2 separate regions of the Muntiacus reevesi genome follow, and region 2 is linked to region 1. Evidence: chromatin contacts called from public Hi-C data. All regions are on one chromosome and are shown on one strand. Each heading gives the region's core, a stretch centred on a gene start, on an enhancer-like site or on the middle of the called end of the contact. The rest is flanking DNA. Distances are from core to core; before and after follow the strand shown.

Region 1 (7,670 bases), core at 2,807-5,306:
AATAATTCCTTGCCAATTTCATTTGCTTAATCAGAGCTTTAAGGCTACCACCTTTCTTTTGAATAAAGTTGTTCAAATTGCCCCTTCTTCTCTACCATTTGTTCTCTCAGATATACAAGAGATTATGTACATATGCATAAATACTTCTTGAAAAATAAGCTAAAAATAAAAAATCTTGAAACAAAAAAACAGAATACCTCTCATCAAATAAGATGCATTTAAAGTATCAGGTATATGGCAGGCAACCCCATTAAACTGGCACTTTGTCTGACTGCACTGCGGTGGGGTCCAGCCTCGGCAGGATCCAGGGGGTACCCTCAGGATGAACGGTGTCGGGGGGAGAGAGAGAGAGAGAGAGAGAGAGAGAGAGAGAGAGAGAGAGAGAGAGAGAGAGAGAGAGAGAGAGAGAGAGAGAAGACACGCGAGACCAGCCTTGATAGGGCCAAGTCTGTGTTCTACTTTTTGACAACAGTTTTTATACCCTCAGTCAGAACGTTTCCAAGGTACAAGATGCTTACTCATGCTTACACAGGATTAGTATTACATCAGTTTGTTTTTTAGAAGAGCAGGATGTTTTCTGCTTTCTAATTCTATAGTAAATCTTAGCACATTATCTTTGGCTTTTTAACATTTTATGCGGGTCAGGTGAATGTAAACCTACTTTCCGTTTCTGTGGTGACCTTAACTGAAAGGTAAGTAGTCTTCACAGAGCAACAGTACAGAGTAGAAGTATATCCTTGTTAACACAAAAATTAATCCTTCTGCAGAAGTTGTCAGTTGAGTTTATCTAAGAGGTTTACCCCACAGTGACTCTGCAACTTTGGTGAGGCAGCCCCTGCCTAGCACTGCTGGCTAATAATTAACAACCGTTTCATTGTTACCACACTAGGGCTAAGCTCTTATTTTTCTAGATCTATAACTATAATAACAATGGCTTCCACAGCACAACCTTAGCACATCAAAAGCAAAAACACAGCAAGCAAAACACAGCAAGCAAACGTCAACCCAATAACCACCTTTAGAATAATTTTTCTTATGTTTTCTAATAGGACTCCTTCACCCCCCAAAAAGGCTCTATGTCTATTAGGGCCTTTATATGATCAGGTTCTTTATGCTGTTTTATGATTAGGGTATTATGAGCAGTCATGCATATTAGTACCAAGGGCATAGACACATTTGCCAAACAAACTAAAATACCAGCAAAGGAGTTTAAATTAAAACACTCCTTTCATCCTGGATAATCTCATAAAGTACCACCACCTAGGAAACTTATTGATTAACGTTCTGAATTGATTCTTATTTGGGAAGAGATCGGGGAAGGCCTTCTGCCTGTGTCACAGAAATTAGGGAGTAGTCTATTGAAGCAAGCATCAGAAAGACAGATATATCATCTTTAAGGTGAGCGCCAGGGGCAGCTTTTCGGAATCCCTGAAAACCTGATCCGCCTTGGGGATCAGGTTTTCTTCTCCTGACCTTGTCGTGGGTGGGATCTCGTGCCCATGGCACGCCCTACCCGGAAGAGAAAGCTACAGCGGATGCCTCTTACAATGAACTTACTACAACCACCACAAAGAGGCCACAGTGTACCTAAGTTCCCTGAAATTCTCAGCACAAATTAGTCCAGCCAAAAGAAGGCAATTATTCAGACCCTTCAATCTTATGGCCTTACAAGATGACCCCTGGGTTGGCAGCCTGAGCCTTCCTGGGCTACCTTCCACCGGAAGCGCAATCCTACCAATGTTAACCTGATTTCAGGGGCAACAAAGAAAAGTTTATTTGAGGGGAAGGCCAGGAAGGAATTGATGGTATTCAGAATGTTCTGGTGTTAAGCTTATATCCTCCAATCCAAGCTGACAGTGACCACAAGAGCGGTAGCCAGCAGCCCACTGGATGTTTACCGTGGTCTATTATAAAGAAGTTCTTACTTACCCTTAATTCCCCCTTGTGAACATCAAACATTCCTATTTCAACCACTGAATTGTTTTATTCTCCAATGAACCTTTCAGCAACAAAATGTCCTAAGTTGTTACACTGAATTCTTTTATAATTCAATTACTTACTGATGCCAGAACACTGAATTAAATTAATTAGGAGGCATGGCTTGAAGTCATGCTCAATTTAACAGCAGATAAAGGGTCCACAGTGTTCTTTGTATCAAAAAATTGCTCCCTTTCTTTCTCTGCTTACTTTTTTTGGTCTTCTCTGAACTGTCAGCAGTGTCATATGCTCAACCATGTACTGAGGACAGAGACCACCATCAATCCATCCTCTTTCAGGTGTAATGGTAAATCATAAGTTCATTTTCCCAGGATATTCCCAGTTGAGCCATAATAAAGGAATTAAAGAAAACTAATGATATCCTCAAATGGCCTGCCTCAAGTAGAAGTAATGAAGTAATTATCAATAAAGAGAGTAGTAAAGATAGCAAGTAAGATGATAAAGAATAACAAATGCTATCCAATCAGAAGATAGATGACCAAAAAAAAAAAAAAAACTAAAAGTGAGTAAATCTTCTCATAAGGATTTTAAACGTTGCTTCAGAAAGCTGCTAGACAGGCTAGGCATTGAAAAGCAAGCAGCTTCACCACATAAATTGGTTCACAGTGCCCAGAACACGTCAGTGCTAAATGAACGTGTACAGACTGGTGATCAAGAGAAAAAAAGGAAAAGGAGGCCATCCCTGCTCCGCAGGTGAATAACACATCACATGGACATGAGGAATAGACCCTAACCCTTGACAGCTTTCTCACAACACCCAGACATTTTAGACTACCTTCTTAAAGGTCAATCAATTTATGGTCAGAAAGACAATTTTAATAACAGCTGAAACATGACAGAAGTTTAAATCTCCTGCCAAAAAATTTACATAATGTATTTGAAAGCTAAGTGAAAATTGAAAATCATCTGCATCACTGCACTTTTTTCATAAACTGAAGTTTTGTTTTTTACTTAACAGAAGCTACAGACAGGTACAGAGAGTAAGTTTTCGCTATCATGAAAATAAAGCCAGAACAACCGTTCTAGACTGTAAGCTCCGGGGGACAGTGTCTGAAACCTTGCGTTTTCAGGGACTCAAATGTGAGCGGAACAATTAATGCGCCCCAAGAGCCTGTAATTGATAACCACCTTTAAGCGAACTAGAAAAAGCTGAAGAAAAACAATCCAGCTGAGAGAGTTCTGACTGAGCGCTGGTTGAATTCAAAAATTCATTCAACAATAATTTACTATGAATACCTACCATGTGCCTGGCACTGACCTAGGTGCCTGCAGTTTTGTGATTACAAACCAGATCCTGCCTTCTTGCAACTTGAGACAAATAAATACCCATTTAGTTTAACTTCAGCGGGTGCCCTGATGGGGAAGTTGGCTTTAAACTAGGGGTGTCGGGAGAGACCTCTTTTTAAGATGAGATCTGAAGAATAAGTTCAGGACACCCAGGGAAAGCCTGTCCAGGAGGGCGCAGCTGGTAGCCCTCAGCGAGTTGAGGAGTGATCAGGCCAGTTAGCGGGTGCAGCGGGGGGCGGGGGAAGTATGTTTGAGGGGGCGTAGAGGCGAGTGGGTGAGGAACGGGAGCATGGAGGGAAATCAAGGAATTGGGGGCGGGGGGGTGGCGAATGGAGGTGGGAACGGGCGAGTGGGGGTGAGACGCGAGAGTAGCGGGTGAGACGGACCAGTGGACGAAGGGGCGCGGGAAGCAGGGACCGGCCGACGGGCTGCACGAGCCTGCGCGTTATGTTCTCGGTTGACTGCAGAGCAGCGGGAAGGGGCGCTACGCTATTCACGTTTCAAGGGTCGCCGCACTCTCCCGCCTGCTCCCACACACGCCCAGTCCCGGCGCCTGTCATTCCATCCTTCAACTACGCCGGCCCCCAAGTGTGGGCTCGGGGAGATGAGCCCAGTCGGGGTGGGTGGGGAGCCCGGGTCCCTCTGGCGCGGAAGTAGTCACCTGAGAGACTCAGCACTTCCCACTCCTCTGGCCCGCAGAAAATCGCTGCCAGGGCCGAGAGCTCCTCCCGCACCGGCTCCGCCATGCCCGCGCCGCCCCGCACGCTCAGCACCGCCCCTTCCGCCGCCGCTGCCGCCCCGGCCGTCCCGGAACAGTGCGGCCGGGCGGCCACCAGGGGGCGCTCCGCGTCTCCGCTGCGCTCCGCAGGCTGGATGCCACGAGACGCCCCGCCCACAAGCTCCGGCTCTGTAGCTGCAGCGGGAAGGCTCACGCCCTTTGGGGGTCTTTTCTCCGAGGGTGAAGGCCCTGTGGTCCAGGGCAGGGTGTCTGCCAGAGGCCACCCTGCAGCTCACCCGCTGCTTTTCTAACAGAGGGAAGCCGCCTAGCAAAGCCGGAAACTCTCTAACTTTATCCCGGGCTTTGTACACTAGCCATTACCTCCCAGACTTGTCCTTGAAGGGAACTTGGAGGTTGGGGGTGGGGGGAAAGGCAGGGAAGTGACCAGAAGTTAGCCCCTGTCTGGCTCAGAATTGAACTAGGTGTTAGAAACACTGCAGTTAACAGATCAGAGGAGATTCTCCGCCCTCATGGAGGTACTAGAGACCCAGGCAATATGGGACACCCGGAAAACCTCCGGGGCAGTAACAACCTCCAGATGCTGAGAGGTAACTGGCGCTCAGACTCTAGACCAAGACCGGCTTCCTCTTTCTCTTTCTCTTAACGATGGTTCAGAAGGGGAGAGTTGGACCTGCCACCTCTGGCATTCTAAGGATGTTACTGGGGTGGCCTGGACCCTTGCTGGGGACCTGTGTGCCCAGGTGCTGGGAGCAGTGTCATAACGTTCCTATTTGTCTCTGCCTTCACACGGTTCCCTGGTGGCTCAGTGGTAAAGAACCCACCTGCCAACGCAGGAGACCCAGGTTCAATCCCTGGGTGGGGAAGATCCCCTGGAGAAGGAAAAGGCCACCCACCCCAGTGTTCTTGCCTGGGAAATCTCATGGACAAAGGATGCCTAGCCACTACAGTCCATGGGGTCTCAACTCTCACGACTTAGCATGTAAACAATAACAAACAAACAAATCACAGGTGAAATTGGCAAGTGGAACTCCTGGGCCTTTGAGGATACAGTCAGGTATGTAAATATGGCAAATGCTAGCTTTCCAACATTACTCATTTTGTGATCCTCAGTTGATACAAAGCAATGTGATTCTTGAAGCTTAATAATGAAATTATCATCCTTGAACTCCACTCAGTTCTAAGAATGTTCACGTACCAGTAGGGTAACAGAATTATCAATCCATTCTGTTCCAACGTTGGTTTTGTGAGCAAGATTACAATGATTCTGTGTGATAGTTTTTTCAGTATGTTTGACTTGTCCTTTTGTTTGTCAAGTAGCAGTTTAAAATTTTGCAGACCCAAAAAGTAGCTGGTCTAGTTAACAGAAGTCCCATGATTTTTGTTTGTATCAGAAATAACATTTTGTGAGATAAATTAGGGAATTTAGATGACTACACAGTGAGTCCTGTCATTGACCATGGATGTCAGGGAAACAGACTGAGTTCATATTACCATCATTAACATCCTTCCCACTCCAACTAAGAAGGGGTCTTAAAAAGGAAAAGATACTGACTTCTGAGAACAGAAAGGAAGTTTAACAAGATAAACTGCAGGGGAAATGCCTTTCAGAGGATGCAGTGGGGTTTTAGTGACCCCAAGTAATTAAGAGCACTGCTGTGTACATAACTGGAAAGACAAAGGTTTATTTAAATGCATAATTATCTCTGATGTGACCAATTTGTTTAATAATAACTCCTTTGAGTTATTTCCAAAGTAGCAGCAGGTCAGTAGGTTCAGTAGCTGCTAAAGAGTTTGGTGAGCAAAAGAATAAATTTTTAATTTAAAACATCATTAAATTATCTTTAATTTTAGCTTGAAATCCAATGTTAGTATTAAAAGTGGTAGGAAAATATTAATTTATTTAACTTACTTATTAAAGATAATCGACCAAAAATCAAGTAGTTCATATCTTATTTTTAATATGAGTCAAATAATATTAACAGCAAGACTACAGCTGTCAGAAATATTAGGAGGCATCCCTGAAGCCTGTTGTCACAAGGTGTCCATGAAGTTGATGTAAGAGTGCATCAATCTATGTAAAATTTTCTTGTCAATAGGTTTCTTCTTTGCTTTTCCTTTCTTCCTTGATTTCTTAACCTGCTTCTCATACTCCATTTAGCATGTTTAAATAAAACAGAAGTCGATGTGCATGTCTTTTAAATTGACGGTATCCTCAGGCCCTGAAGTCCTATGAATAAGTTTCTACTCTCTGACATTTGGAAGTAATCATCACAGAGAAAGCATAATGTCAGCTTGATATTTCTCACACTACGAAAATACCAGCTACATGTCAAATATCTGAAGCCTACCTTAATGCAGTAAATTTTCTTGGATTCATATGCTACTGAAAATTCTAAATATTTAAATGTGCAATGATATCTAGACATGTGGATAAATGTCTAGTTAGAGCATGATCTCTTTCTCTCCTTCTCTACTTCTCTGCCCCCAAGAATGTTTGTTTTCCTAGAACAATATTGTTTATATATGCGACTTTCCTAAATAGTTGCTTTCCCAAGACCAAAGGAGAAGCTGTAAATCTCTCACCTCCAGTTAAAACCACTAGCCCAAGGGAAAGAGTTCTTTAACTTTTCTGGGAAAACCTTTCTATTCACTTTATCATGTGTAGTATGTGGACTGGAATATTCAACTCTGTGTCTGTAATTTTAAGTCAAATTAAGGTAGGAGACAGATGGGCCCCTGGGCTGGACAGCTGGTGTTTGTCAACTGGAGTAAAATTGAAGGCTTTGTTCTCATCCAGATTCTCGGGGGACAACGCTAGTGGCAAAAGCTATGAAGTAAGAGATAAGGTACCTACCTACTCCTAAGGTCAAGGAAGACTTCCCTGTGTGCACATGTGCAGGAAGGCTTCTGGGGGGTCAAAAAGGGAGGGAGTCCAACCACATATTAAGTGTGAACATGCACCCACAGGCCTCTATGGTGGGGAATTCATCTTAACAAAAAGTTGCACATGCATACCGGGGAGGGTCCTAGGACCTCAGGTGTGAAGAAAGAAACAAGATAATTGGCCAAAGGTAAACAAAAACCTGGAAGGACTGTCCTACTTAAATGATTTAAGTCACTTCTTTACTGCTCTCCTCCTCATTCAGTACACCTGCCTGCATTCATCTCCAGGTGGGTATTTCTGTCTTGCTTCTAACTTACTGTGCTCCTCCTCATTAGGGAGGCCACCCATACCGTTTCTGTCTGTCTGTGTCTTTCTGCCCTGCTTCCATCTTAAACCTTTTCTCTGTGTGCTGTCCCATATGTTGTGCTGTGTCTCTGATAATAAAATTTATACCTGTTTTTACAGTTTTTGCCTCCTTGAAACATTCTTGCTTTCAAATGGGGGAAAGAGCCAGAACCACTGTGCTTCTAGCCTCTGGCCCATGGTGGTCTAGTAGCTAGGATTCCTGGTTTTCATCCAGGCTACCCAGGTTCAATCCCTGGACAGGGAGCTAAGATTTCTCTTCAGAACCACTGATTGCTCTCCCTCCAAGATCAAAATCTTATAGAAATGAGCATAGAAATGAGAATACATAACTTTAAGTATATTAAGAGAGGTTAAGTATTAGTATCATGTCAAAAAAGCTGAGACTCCTAAATCTGA
Region 2 (7,670 bases), core at 1,941-4,440, 150 kb after region 1:
GACCCAGACTTCAGATTTATACATAAAGTGCCTGACACAACACTAGGATGTTTAACAGGCTATTCAAACTAACATCCAAGACAGAACACCATTTTTCATCCCCACCTCCCCTTTCTTTACCCACAAAAGCTTGTTTCTCTCCCTGTCTGTCTAGTCTTGGCATGACAGCACCCAATCAGTTTTCAAGTCAAACATCTAGGAGTCACCTTGATTCCCAATAGTTAATCCATCAATGAGTCTTACTGACTCTATCTATAAAATATATGCCAAATCTACCTTCTTCTGCCTCCCACTGTCATCTTCCTAGTCTAAGGTTTCTGTCTGGATTAGTGTCTTTTTCATATACAATCCCCTGCACCGAAACATAGCACACAGCATGTGTACATTAAATATGTTGAAAAAAATTAATAAGTATAATGCTATTCAATAGTGCAAAATAATCTTATTTTTAAAAATATTCATGAATAATACTTGTTAAAGAAATTTTAGAAAACAGATGTAAGAAGACAATAAAAATCACTTCCAGACTTTACTTGGGATTGATTACAGCTAAATATTACTATTCAGTTTATCAATTATTAAGAACTTTCACACTTTCATACACTTTACCTCTGTGCATTTATCTGCATCATCAGTGTAGCTTACCTCCCCAAAAGAAGTTTTCGTTGCTCCTTCCTGATCAGTCCAGCCTTTTCTGATTAATCCAGTATAGTTTCTTGACCTCTTAATTATATTCCATGCCTGTCAAGCCCACAGGACTCAGCTCACAGAGCAGACATTCAAGTGTTCAGGAGTTCCCAACTTGGTTTCTGTCCCTGCCAGCCACTCAGCTCCTCCCTGCGTCCTCAACTTCCTTGTCAGCCTTAATTCAAAATAACTCAACCAATAACTCCCAACAATGTCTGCTACTCCACCTTCTTTGATTCTCGGCATTTACTAGTAGTCACTAAAACGTTTGAGCACCCCCTATTCATTCCTTCTGCAACTAAGTGTGGGCAAGCTGATTTTTCATACAGGTACAGGTAATTCCAGTAGTGAGGGGATGGGTAGTAGGGAATGCAGGGGTATCTCTTGGGGCTTGGATTCTAGACATTATCAATATGTCCAACATCTGCATTGCCTGTGTCAGTTTACAACACCACCTCAGACATACTATCTCCGCAGCAAGCCAAACACTATTATTTGCCTACCCAACAATTCTCTCTCCTCCACCCTCCTCCAACTTCCTCCTCTCCAACAGGATGACCATTTTGTTCAGTACCCACCCAACATCAAACAGCCAGATACAACAGGTGAGTTGTATGGCATCCTCCATCCTACCCAGCCAGCTTTGTGGTCTCATTCCTTTGAATGGGTAGGTGATATAAACATGGCCAGAGAGTGAAAGTCTTCTGTGAGAGGTTCTGGAAAAGGTTTCCTCACTCTTAAAAAAAAAAGGAGGGGGGGGGCAATGACAAGATAACCTCTTGAAATCTGGAGACCACCCTATCTGGATGTAATTTCTGAGACCACTAATATCTGCTTTTAAGTAGGAAGGGAAACAGCCTTAAGTTGAAGCCATTGCTGGGAATGGCTGAGTGGGCAGATGAAAGAAAACTATATCCTTTGTAATGTTCTTAAGCTGTTGTTCATACTGAGCCAGAGGCTCTACCTCTGGACTTTCATCTATGTACTCCTAAGCCCAGGGGATTCTGATACTATCAAAATTTGAGAGGCCCTGAGTTCTAAATCCACAATTATAAAACTTCTCCACCACTACCAGTGAAGTAATCTTAAGCAATTTAATTTTTATAGAATCCTTTTCTTTATCTGTAAAGTGCAAAAATAATATTCACCTTATGACCTTATTATGAGGATACAGGGTTCAGAGGATTTGATAGAATACAGGACGTGCTGCAAGGTCCATTAGTCAGAAAATGATGCTACACAGTCCCTAAATATTTCCCAAACATGCCTGCTTATACAAATAGATGGATTGGTTAGATGAGTTGATCTCAGGTCTCTCCCCTGGAGATTCTGTCTCAGTAGCTCCCTACTGTACCCTAGAGGTCACATTTTAAAAAACACTGTTCTATGATCTAAGCAAATTTGAATTAAGCAAAGGAATGTGTGAAAGTGTTGCTCAGTCGTGTCCTACTCTTTGTGATCCCGTGGACTTTAGCCCACCAGGGGTCTCTGTCCATGGAGTTCTCCAGGCAAGAATACTGGAGTGGGTTGCCATTTCCTTCTCCAGAGGATCTTCCTGATCCAGGATCCAGGGATGGAACCCAGTTCTCCTGCATTGCAGGCAGATTCTTTACCATCTGATCCATCAGAGAAGACCTAGCAAAGGAATACACAATGTAAACAGGAGTTGGAGTTTCCACTGTCTAAATCTAGATCTGCCACTATCTCACTTGGGCAAGCTGTTTAGCCTTTCTGGACTTCTTTACTCCTCTGTACACTTGTCCTATCTAACCTACAAGTCCACGGGGGACTGAAGGCAAATCACACGTGAGGTGAAGGGGCTTCTCTAATCTCAGTATTTTTATATTGCTGTAATGTGAATTAAGTAAACACAAAAGTAAGCAAAATTGAGATAGGGGAGGTGTTGCCTTTATGGTAAAACTAACTGAATAGGATGATGCTATCTCTAGCCCGCCACCTTGAGCCCCTGGGCGTCCACTCCTCTCAGGATCACGACGTAACCTGAGGTGATCACCCTCAGCTACTCTGGTCACACTGAGATCTGTGAAAATGTCTAGAAAAGTGAAAAGCCTGAATGTTGGGAAAGAGGAGAAAAACGAAGACCCTATATTCAACTTTCTGTACAAAGGTACCTTTAACTGGCAAACACTTTCAGTAGCTGCGCATGTGCAACAGAAACATTTCTCTCGGCGTTTCATAAAGAAAAACGGCGATGTATGCCATTGGCCTCAGGTGGAAGTCACAAAGTTGGTAAAGCTGGAACACCTGCTAACTTGGGCACTCCGGGATTTTTAGGACGCACAGGTGGCCTGACATTCTCATGAGCTGCAACCAAACTTCTCCAGCGCGTTAATCCGTGAATTTCAGTTTTTGCACTGCCGCCCCCCACCCCCAGACGCCAGCAGAGCGGTCTGAGGCCGGGCTTCCGCCTCTGGCCTTGAACTCCTCCCACCTCAAGCAAGCCACGCCCTCCAAGACGCCCACTCTTCGAGTTTGAGTCTCGGGAGATCCCGTAGTTTTGAACTCTGACTGCTCCTGCGGCCGGCACCGGGATAGCACGCATGCGTATTTTCTTTGAATGGGTGGTGCGCTTATCCTCGCGGCGGCTGCAGGAGCCCTGGCCTTGCTGCTGCTGGCAGTGCGGCTGTGGGTAGTCCTGAGTCCTCGCGCTCCTGTGCCTCGGCGGTCTCTCAGCCTCTTGGTAGTGGCTGGATCTGGTGAGTATACGGGCCGTGGCTGGCGGGCTAGGGTCGGGAACTACAAAACCCAGCGTCCACCGCGGCGCTCTTCGCGGCGCCAATAGGCATTTTTGCAGCTTTGCATGCTGAGATTTGTAGTTTGTCTGCGTGATTGGCTCAAGTCAGCCCAGTCTGGGCAAAACGCTGGTTTGTTGTCAGTGTGCCGCAGGCCGCGCGTTTATTGACAAATGCGTAATTTACACTTGTCTGTAATAAGCTTTTCTGTAGCGTATATTTTTCTAACAAAGTAAGTATCAGTTACCAAAGATGACACAGAAGCCTGTTGATGCAACATGAAATTTCCCTGAATAAACATTGTTGTTTTGCATTATTAATCTAGACATTTGGGATTTAATTTAGGAATCACAGTTACTGCATGAAAAACGAGACAAACCGAATCGTCGCATTTATAAGTATACATATACAAAATCTGCGAGTGTAGAAGCTATTACCTACTAACAGGAGAACAGCACACACCTCAGGATGTTGTGTCAGGGAATGAACAACAATCTGTACAGTCAGGTAATGCAATCTAAACGGAATCGGCCAGCTCTGTAGGCGCTTACAAGTTTAAATGGACAGCTCTGGCAGCCATACATACCCACACTATGTACATACAGAAATGCCAGAAGATTGCATCCAGAAAGATTATTATTTATAGTATTAGCAAGTATTCTAAACCTATGTTCACGTGTAATTCATTACTTTATTCACTTAATGTGTTTTGAGCCATGGGAGAGAGGGCAGGCAGTAAACTAAGCCCTGAAAATACCAAAACTGATTAACGCTGCTTGCCCTGCAGTGCTGACTGTGTCCCAAGCGCTGAAAGGTGTGAGGGAACAGCTGTGAATGAAATGGAGAATAGAAAAACTAACAGAAAACAAAAAACCAGAATGCATCCTTGCCACAGTGAGAGAAGTGCTGTAACCTGGGAGTAGAAACTGCTTTGTGAGTTCACACTGGGCATCACTTTATCTGAACCTGAGGCAGGAGGCTTCCTGGAAGAAGTGATGTCTAAACGAATACTTGAAAGACTAAGAATTAGCCAGATAAGGGAGAGCTGGGTCTTTGAGGTCTGGAAAGGTGTGTAAAGAAAGCCATGGCACTTGGGATGGCCAGATGTGAGAGAGCACTCCTGCAGTGAGTTGGATGTGGGGAGGTAATGATCGGAGAGGGTATTTGAACACCCCCCAAACACAGACAAATAGAGCAAAGGACACTACTCCACTGCTTCCTACAATATAATCATTAGGATCACTTACCTCTAAATTAACTTAATACCAGAGTTAAATCATATCTCTGCCACTTACTAATTTGGTGATCTTGGGCAAATTAGTTAACCTCATTGAGCCTTCTATTTCCACTTTGAAAAATGTGAGTTAGGAAGAGGTGAGAGAGTAAATGTGGTGGTAAAGTGCTTAGCAAAGTGCTTGGCACATAGTAATACATTTAATAAGTGATGACTTTTGATAGTCCTAGTAGCAAAGGGATCTTTTAAAGGATTTTTAAATGGAGAGTGACCCAGTTGAAACTGAGCTTTCACAAAGATTATTCAGCCTGCATTGTCAAGAGAATGTCTTGACAAAGACTGAGGTAGGGAGACAAATAGGAGCCTTTTGAATGTTTCAGGTGACAGATGACAGCCTGACTAGGGTTGATGAGTGAGGGGATGGAGAAAAGTATATGCATTTAAGTGAGATTTAGGAGATAAAAATCACTGGACTTGTGGATTAGAAGTGGAGGGTGATGGGAAGGTAGGCTCAAGAGTGATGTCTGAGTTTCTGGCTTGAGCAGATGGATGGAAGAATGGATGTTCGAGCCGTTCACTTAACATCATTAGATTTGGCAGACTGGGAACCAGAACTAAAATTGAGAATTTGTCTGGCAGGTGGTGCCCTCTGTCATTCAAACCTTTGAGGGTGTGAAGAGTCAAGGACCTCCAAAAGTCATCCAAACCAAAGAAAGATTTGTAGTTAGATAAGTAATTTAATAGTTCATGTCCAAAATTTAGGGTGGGGAAGGCATTTTCCTTGTTTACCCTGAATACCAAAAAATGCTTAATCTTACCATAATGCATCACTTGTTTAAAGAATACAGATCAAAATTACTATTTGTGTTTGAAATACCATATGTTTCAAAGACATGTGACCTGCTTAGACAATTTTAGATGTAATATTAAATTGTCTGTCATTGAAAGTAGAGCAGTAACAAAACCCCTTGTTTACCTTCTTTTGGGGCAAGGGTGGGGGAGACCAAAACAGAAAAAAATGAATAAACTATATAGTTAGTTACAGGCAATAAATACTATGATGTAGAGAAAGGAATTTGCATTTTAGATAGAATTGTCAGGGAAAGCCTCCTTGGGGAGATGACAGATACCCAACAGCAAGGACACCAGAGTGACTGGGGTAGACTGCCTAAGGTGGGGAAGAAGCAGATGAGGCCCAAGAGCTTACACAAAGTCTTTTATTCCACATGAGAAGGGGAGCCCTTGGCGGATTTTGAATAGAGATAAATAACTTGATCAACTCTTTTTAATAGGATCACTCTAGAGGCTGTGTTGAGAATAGACTATAGTGGATACTTAAATAGACAAAGGCAGTGAGGGGAATAGACCAGGGAGCTGTAGTCATAATCCATGCAAAAGAGGTGTGGTTTGGAGCAGGATGCTTGCAAAGGAAGTTAGAAGTGATTGCATTCTGGGTATCTTAAGATAGAACTGCGATCTTAAGATAGAACTGAGAGGATTTCATTCCCAAAGAATAAATCTTAATGAAAGAGTAAAATGGAAAACAAAGCCCATCATTTTAATGACTTGATTCAGTAACAAGGTTAAATTTTCAAAGAATGTATTCAGGGAGAGTTTCCTTTAAAGAAAAAAAAAAAAAGGAAAAAAGACCATGAAAGCAGGTAAAATGAAGTCCTAACTGCAGCAGAAGATGTTGTGTATATTAGGTTTTATCCTTAATTTTTCCAGCTGTGAAAATAAGTAACTCCTTTGCAAACTACCAAACTTTTTCAAAGTTAAAAATTCTAAGATGAGTATGAGATATGTGAATTACTTGCATAAGAAGATGGGTGACAAGTTATGGACAGAGGCGCCTGGTGGGCTACAGTCCATGGCGTCACAAAGAGTCAAACATGACTGAGCAGCTAACACTTTCATTCACTTTCACAGAAGAAAATGGGTGACAAGTTATTAAATTACAATATGATTCTAATTCCCATTATATTTACTCTGTGCTGACTTTATTTCTATATCTAATTCCTTCTGGGATCTAGAGAGTAATCTTTCCCTTTCTACTATAAGAAAATATATGTGCTTCGAGAAAACACAAACTTAATTTGTTTGATTATCCTATTTGTTTGTTTGTATCTCTATTGAAAACTTTCTTACAACAGGGAGGTGAGGCAAGGGGAGCTTTGTAGCATGACCAGAAGCAAAGAAGAGGTAACAGATAAGATGAACACAGAGAGTGTTAAAGACATCAACCTGGCTGAGGCCAAGGGATTGTGCAATTAAATAGATATGATAAGGCTCATTCTTAAGAAGTTCAATTTCCTTGCTTAATTGGCATATAGTTAATGAGATAAATAAATGTTCTTTTGATTTTTTTTCCCCTGAAAGAAACCTTAATGAACACGGTTGATTTTTAAATTCATGGTTTTAAAATTAAAGTGTTAAAAATTTGGAGATTGTACAATTTCAGAAATTGAATACACAGGGGTTGGGTGAAGTCTGGTGAATATTTGAGGACCTGCAGAGCGCTGAGACCTCTGTTGGGAGGTGTTGAACAAAAGCCTTCCTTAGCAAGATCTGAGCCTGGCAATCAGCGCTCAGGCCTGCCTAGTATTACTTCACAACATGGAAGCCTTCAGCAGCTGCTTCCCATTTTCCAACCTACTTTGCTGACCTTACTTCACCCTCATCTTCCTTCCCAGTGTTCCCACCAAGCCTTGACCACCCATCCCAGCTCTTGTCTTCTCACGTCCTAAAGATCCCACCCCACCCAGTGGCACCCCATACCTGTCTGCCCATTAGCTTCACTTTTAAGTCATCTCGGCCTTTACCAGGCATCTTCTCTATGCTGAGGGCATTGCTTTTCATAACAGTTTGCTTGGCCGTCCCCCTCATTTTAATGTTTTTTGCTGTCTTGTGTCACTCTTTATATACCTGTGTGTGTCTTGCCCCTCTCCCATTAGACTTCTTGATGACAGGACCTGTGTCTTATACCAGGCTTCCCA

The links. Hi-C and Micro-C count contacts between places; a contact is called where the count stands out from the background.
Region 2: a Hi-C map of muscle shows a contact between it and region 1, with 6 times the contacts expected there. The contact joins the promoter of ALG14 here to the promoter of RWDD3 in region 1. A contact is called at or near these places in 2 of 3 Hi-C or Micro-C datasets (blood and muscle).

Annotation. Positions count from the first base shown.
Region 1 is chr1:109,261,896-109,269,565 of mMunRee1.1, forward strand. RWDD3 (RWD domain containing 3) reads right to left here and starts at 4,057. Exons shown (of 4, transcript XM_065927759.1): 1 at 3,947-4,057. The coding sequence starts at 4,031.
Region 2 is chr1:109,410,149-109,417,818 of mMunRee1.1, forward strand. It overlaps ALG14 (ALG14 UDP-N-acetylglucosaminyltransferase subunit), which reads left to right and starts at 3,191. Exons shown (of 4, transcript XM_065927768.1): 1 at 3,191-3,404. The coding sequence starts at 3,266. TLCD4 (TLC domain containing 4) reads right to left here and starts at 980. Exons shown (of 7, transcript XM_065908299.1): 1 at 646-980.